Linked DNA regions of Canis lupus: region 2 is linked to region 1. Evidence: chromatin contacts called from public Hi-C data. All regions are on one chromosome and are shown on one strand. Each heading gives the region's core, a stretch centred on a gene start, on an enhancer-like site or on the middle of the called end of the contact. The rest is flanking DNA. Distances are from core to core; before and after follow the strand shown. Region 1 holds the start of CPEB4 (cytoplasmic polyadenylation element-binding protein 4). Region 2 holds the start of BOD1 (biorientation of chromosomes in cell division protein 1).

Region 1 (3,452 bases), core at 684-3,183:
CACTAGACGTCAAGGGTTGGGTTGAAGTACCTAGCCCCGTGGCTTCTTGATAATCAAACCCTGTCAACACTGGTGACTCAATTCTTATTTTCTCCTTCCCATTGCCATTTTCTGAAGAATTGTCCCCTTGATTTTCTTCTGATTTTGCCTTCTCGGATTCAGGCAGTATTCCAGCTTCCTGACCTGGACTGGGGGAGAGCTGCTGCTTTTCTAAAGGGTCTTGCTGTTCCTGTTGCTGACTTTTTGCTTTTTCCGACCCCAAGATCTCATCCTGAATGTTATGGGTAGCTGGAGCAGGAAAGAGCCAAGCTGACCCGGCACTGCTGCCATTGGCAGCTGTGTTATTATTTATAAAAGCAGCAGGGCTGGGGGTGGCATTTTGGTGATGGTGTGGAGGCTGCAGATGTGGATGGAATCTGACTGGAAAAGCAGATTTATTCCCAGTATTGCTTTGCACTAGCACTCCAAACCCGTAATCCCCCATTTATTATTTTTAGGATCAGATTCTTACAATAAAAAATGACAACCTGATGTCTCACGTCTTTGTATCCTCTACCCAAAATTTAAGTCGTTTGTTTGAAATGTCTTATTTATAGCTAGCTCAAAGATCGCAGCTTATCACTTGAAATAGTTCTGATTTGGAATTCTGGTCTCTGAAAGAAAATAAAAACTAAAAAAACAAACAAACAAACAAACAAACAAAAAACTCTTAAAACATTGACATGAATCCAACTGGGCTTATTTCTAGGAGGGAATAAAAACGAAGAGGGTAAAAATCAAGTCTTTGGTTAGTAAAATAGGCGCTTTCTTTTTCCAAAGGAAAATGTACATGAATGACAAAAACACAGCTTCTCAAGCATCTATGGATGTAGAAGAATAAGCATTGCGCGGAGTAAAAATATATATATATATATATATATAATTTAACAATCACATATGGTCTTCCTCAGCAGTTTAGATTCACTCACATAAAAATTAGAATAGGGCTAAGAGGAGAATACGTTCTTTTCTTGGCAGCTTGGTTAAAAAAAAAATCAGGAATAATTTAAGAACATTATATATTATATATTTATATATATAGATTATATTAGGTTATCTGGGGTGGGAGGTGAATTCCTGGTTGCGGGAGAGGAAATCAGCATTGACTAATGGAAAGATGATTGCAGGGAGGTTTCTGCTGTTCCTGGTCCTGTTTCTGCTCTTTCACGGGGTGCAGTTTTGGCCTCTGGGGCTGTTCCTGAGGCTTCGGGTGCAGATCTTGCTGCGGTCGCTGTTCCTGGGCTCCCCCCGGCCTCCTCTCCCCCATGAAATGTGCTGGAAACACCCGTTTCTCCCTCTGGCGGGGGGGCGGGGGGGCGGAGATCGCGATCAGGAAGGATTAGCGAGACTCGGCGAGGGCGAGGGCGAGGGCGAGGGCGAGCTGGCGGCCCGGGGGTGCGGGGGCCAACGGGGCGACCTGGAAGGTCCTGCGGTTTCGGCCTCTTCCCCTCTCTGCGGCTCCGGGGTTTTTTTCCCTCATGGGACCCAGGGGCGGTTTGTTCAGTTCTCTCAGTTCGATTCTCCGCAGGGGGAAAAAAAGAGGAAAAAAAGGGAAAACCCACTAGTGTAGTTATTCTAAAAGAGAAGGGCCTCCCCCCTTTGTGCTCTCTCTTTTTTCCCCCGGATTTTAGAGAAATCTATAATTTAGAAGGCTTTTGTTTCTCCTCACGGTTGCTGGGCCGTCGCCGCCGCCGCCGCCGCCGTCGCTTTACCCTGGTCCCGCAGTCCCCGCTGTCGTTGCGGACTCCGCCTGGCTCTTCTTCTCTCCTTCTTCCTCCTCTTCCTCCTCCGCTGTCGCCGCCGCCGCCGCCGCCGCCACCGCCTCCCGGTGCCCGGGTCCCGCAGCCGCGGCTGAGTCCTTCTCCTCAGGACCTAGCCGAGTGAAATGACAACCAGCTGGAAAGACCGAGAGACACTTCCGGTTCGATGAGGGCGGGGTAGGGTACCGAGGGCGCCCCGCCCACCTGCCGAACTACCAATCAGCTGTTAGGATTTAGACTAGGCCACGCCCCCGGCTCAGGTTCCCTCCTAGGAAGGTCGAAAACTTACCTCCAGAGACGCCCCTTCCGTCTGCGCCTCGCCCAGCGAGGCCTGGTGCCTGGAACCCGCTCCCCTACCCAGAGTGAGCGCGGCAGGTGGCCATCTTTAGTGTGGGCAGAGGGACTCCTTCGCAGTTTCTCTCCGTTCCCCACGCTTTGCAGGAGTTGCAGATAGGGATGCACGGAAGAGAAGGGATCCCTCTAGCACTGGGAAAAACTGTCAGAGTCTTGGGGATCCAAGTGGCGGCCGGTGAAACCACGGATGAACGGGAAGCCTGCCCACAGTAAAGGTGGGTCCCCAGGCGTCACGTGCTTTGGCCCGAGCTCCGCCCCAGAGGGATCTGGAAGGGGAGGCGGGTCTCCCCAGCCGCTGTGCCGTGCCTAGAACTGCGTACGTCCTTGTGCTGGCTGTATCCCCCGCGCGGACTCTCCCTTCACCTTCCAGTCCCCCGCCCCCACCCCCCAGCCTGGCTTGGTTGCCCGCCTGGTGCAGCCTCTCAAGCACAAAGATAGAGCTGCCGTAAGCGTACGTGGTGGAGCCCTCTTCCCCGTCCTGTTCTGGTCCACCGCACGGGCTGTACCAGAGGGACATTGCCAACACGAAAATCTCATCGTGGTCCTCACCTGTTCAGATCTCTTTCTGTGGACGAGGCCAAACCCCCTAGTCTGCTAATCAAGGCCTTTCCGCTCTCTGGCCAGTGCATCTTCAACGCCTCATCTCCGAACAAATGCCCCACGCTAAGCTGCTCCAAACGTTTTGACATGCCCTTTCCTTTCTTCATTTGTTTCGTTTTAGGAATCCGTTCGAAAGCTACCCACTCTCTCTCAAGTGCATCCATGGCTCCTGAGTCCTGTGTCTGTCTCTCATGCTCGTTCATCACGCTGTGGTAATGGCTGCTTCTGTCGGCCAGACCTGTGCTCCGCCCTGGGCTCACTGAGGAGAGGACCTGGAGGAGGCATTGCGGGATGGCTGCTGGAAAAAATGAACCAACCAACGATGGTGAAGTTAACCTTGAATGACAGTCGCTTTTCCAAGTCCGAATTATTTCATTTCTTCTGCTGTTTGGAGTTCTCATCTCTCAAACTTGGATGGGCAGGTCTTCCTTAGCCGCGCCGGTGGGCGTCTTGCTCACCTTTGCACATTCCCACTTACGACCTCCATCAGGGACTAGGGTAATGCCTTGCTCTCAGCACATGCTCTACAGACGTGAACGTTTTCCTTTAGTAGGAAACAAGAAATGAAAAATGAAGAGAAGGGCAGCCCCAGTGGCTCAGCGGTTTAGCGCCGCCTTCAGCCCAGGGCGTGATCCTGGAGACCCAGGATCGAGACCCAGGATCGACTCCCGCATGGGGCTCCCCGCATGGGGCTCCCTG
Region 2 (3,198 bases), core at 290-2,789, 220 kb after region 1:
GCTTGTGTAAGATGAGGAAATAACAGCCGACCTAATTGCCCCAGGTGGACAGGAGTTGAGCTAATAAAAGTCAAGGGCTAAAAGGAGAGGACAGTGGTGGCAGCCCTGAAGTTCCCATGGTGAATTGCGGCTAAAAACAAATCAGGATAAAACGCCTTACCTGATGTGTGATGCCCACAAGATCTCAGGAGTAACATAGCTTGGGTTAAACGCTGCAAAATTTGGATTCAGAAAACCTGGGTTCAAAGCCTCCTCTTCAGCCTCTAGCTATGTGATCAGGCGATATATGGTCTCCATTTCTGCATCTGTAAAACAGCAGTGACATTACCTGCTTTTCAGTTTCTTGCCAAGTGTAAAGTGTTTAGCATCGTGCCTGACATATCCCATTTACTTGATATTAATTTATTATTATCACCACTATTATTGGCAGTGTCTATCATCTGGGAGGAAACCCACACACGCAGGAAAAGAATTCACGGAAACTTTTGTCTTCTTGTCACAATGTTGTCATTTTCCAATTTCCTAAAAGAAGTGTGCACTGCTATAAAAACCTGAAGGGAGGGGACCCCGGGGTGGCGCAGCGGTTTAGCGCCGCCGTCTGCCCAGGGCGTGATCCTGGAGACCCCAGATTAAGTCCCACGTCGGGCTCCCTGCATGGAGCCTGCTTCTTCCTCTGCCTGTGTCTCTCATGAATAAATCTTTAAAAAATTTTTTTTAAAAAAATATGAAGGGAGAGGGACGCCTGGGTGCCTCAGCGGTTGAGCGTCTGCCTCCGGCCCAGGGCGTGATCCTAGGGTCTCGGGATCGAGTCCCTCCTCGGGCTCCCGGCATGGAGCCTGCTTCTCCCTTTGCCTGTGTCTCTGCCTCTCTCTGTGTGTCTTTCATGATTAATAAATAAAATCTTAAAAAAAAAGAATAAAATCTGAAGGGAGAGAAAGTACCTTTCTCTTTTTGGCATAATACAAATTTGACTAGTCTACTGTTGCCCAAATTGCCCGGGCTCCTCCTATTGCTCAGGAGGGCGTTGGGGGTCGTGTTAAAAGCACAGATTCCTAGGGCCCGACCGAAAAATACTGAATCGGAACATGTCACGAACAAACCTGTTTATACCGCTAACGAGTCCCACAGATGATTCTTATCATTGGGCAGTTGGGTGGGACCTGCTGGTTTAAAACCAGCGGGGCAGGGACTGCGCGAGAAACGCCAAGCGCAGGTTGCGGCAATCACGAGGGCCCGGGCCTCCAATTCGCGTTCTGTCCCGCACACTGGCGCCGAGCGAGCAGGAGCCTGGGGGTTGTAGTTTCCAGGAGCCAGACCTCTGCCTATAAGAAAGGCGAGGATGACTGCCAAAAACTTCCCGCCCCACAATGCAAAGGCCAGCGGTGACGTCATCCGCGGAGCGCCGGAGATGGAGCGGGCAGTTGCTACCGCTCCTACCTCTACCCCCGTTGCCTCGGAGCCGGCTTCCCCTGCCGCCGCCGCCGCCGCCGCCGCCGCCCCCCCCGCCCCCGCCCCCTCCCTGCCCTCCCCGCTCTCCCCTCCCCCCTCCGCCTCCCCTTTCTCCACCTCCCCCGCCGCCTCCTTCTTGGGCGCTTCTGCCCTCTCTACACGACTCAGGCTCTCTGCCCCTGAGCAGCCGTGTTCGGTCTCCTTTGTGGTCCCGGGGCGCAGCCATGGCGGACGGCGGCGGCGGCGGGGGCCCCGGCTCGGTGGGCGGCGGCGGAGCGGGCCAGGCCTCGGCGGGGTCGGCGACGGGCGCGGCGGGGGCCGGCGGGAGCGGCGGCCCCATCAACCCGGCCTCGCTGCCTCCCGGCGACCCGCAGCTCATCGCTCTCATCGTGGAGCAGCTCAAGAGCAGGGGCCTGTTTGACAGCTTCCGCCGGGACTGCCTGGCCGACGTGGACACCAAGGTAGCCGGGGCCGGGCGTGAGGACGGCAGGGTCGCAGCTTGGCTTTTCTAAAGCAGAGAGAAAACCGAAAGATACTTTAAACCGCTTGAGGCAGTGCAGAAAGCTTCCGGAGTCGTGTACACGTGGTTGGGCTCCCAGCCCCATGACTGCGAGCGGGGCGGCGGTCCAGTCGTTGTGTGAACGTAGGGGGGAGAGCCTGCATCCTGTCTTTCCCAAGCTGAGACGTCTTTGAGCCCCTCAGTAACAAACCTCTGTGTGTTAAGAACGTTGGAGAAGACCAGTAAGGAAGCGAGAAGGCGTGAATGCGCCGTCGTCACCTGTGGTAGCTGCTAGCTATTGCTTCTTCCCGCTAGCTTAGTGATTTGCACTTTGGGTATCCAGTCGAATTAAGGTACGCCCTTAATTACCCTTTTACTCCAGAACCGACACCCTTTTACTCCACCGTGGCTCAAAGGGGATTTGGTGCCAATTTTAGATCCGAATGCCTCCTAGTAAAATGCTATTTCATGTTACTTGCCACAGCCCTGGGAATTCCATGAAGCCACGTGTTACCAGACATAACAGTAGTTGCTGGAATGTTCCATTCTCTCCCTTTTCAGAAGCTTTTCTAAGAAGATTAGGTTTGTCGGTGTAGGAGGCGCCGTTAACTCCTCTAGGGAAGTGATTTCTTCCTCTCTGAGAAAATCTGCCTGTCTAACAGGAGGATTGTGAACCTAAAATTACAACTCAAAGATAGGAAAAGACGTCCTCCATTTAGTCATTGACATTTACTGGCCTATAGCATGTGGGCTGTGTGGATACAGGAACAAGTAAGTCATTACCTGTCCTCAAAGCTTGTACTGTAGGGTAGAAAACTGACATGTGGACCTGAGAGTATAAACAGTAAGTGGTGCTAGAAGTGGTTAATGCTTAATTTTCCTTATGTGAGGTGTCTCAGATACATACCAACTGAGCTTCCACCATTCCCAGGACTCTGGGTATTCTTAACTTCCCATCACAAGTTCTCCACTCATATCTCTTATGTTCAGTTTTATGCAGCTAAATCCATGTAGTATGCATGTTATTTTAAAAAGAAACAGGGATGCCTGGGTGGCTCAGTGGTTGAGCCTTTGGCTCAGGACCTGATCCTGGGGTCCTGGGATCAAGTCCCACGTCGGGCTCCCTGCATGGAGCCTGCTTCTCCCTCTGCCTGTGTCTCTGCCTCTCTGTGTATGTGTCTCATGAATAGATAAATAACATCTTTAAAAAAGGGAAATCAGTATTGTAAAGCTGTTGGGGAAAGGAGAGT

What was found. Hi-C and Micro-C count contacts between places; a contact is called where the count stands out from the background.
Region 2: a contact with region 1 is called in a Hi-C map of blood, with 2.5 times the contacts expected there. The contact joins the promoter of BOD1 here to the promoter of CPEB4 in region 1. A contact is called at or near these places in 2 of 9 Hi-C or Micro-C datasets (amygdala and blood).

Annotation. Positions count from the first base shown.
Region 1 is chr4:39,550,446-39,553,897 of UU_Cfam_GSD_1.0, forward strand. CPEB4 (cytoplasmic polyadenylation element-binding protein 4) reads right to left here and starts at 1,934. Exons shown (of 10, transcript XM_038534726.1): 1 at 1-1,934. The coding sequence starts at 484.
Region 2 is chr4:39,773,432-39,776,629 of UU_Cfam_GSD_1.0, forward strand. It overlaps BOD1 (biorientation of chromosomes in cell division protein 1), which reads left to right and starts at 1,540. Exons shown (of 4, transcript XR_005358157.1): 1 at 1,540-1,910. It overlaps LOC102155584 (a long non-coding RNA gene), which reads right to left and starts at 1,404. Exons shown (of 3, transcript XR_005358158.1): 1 at 1,101-1,404; 2 at 161-305.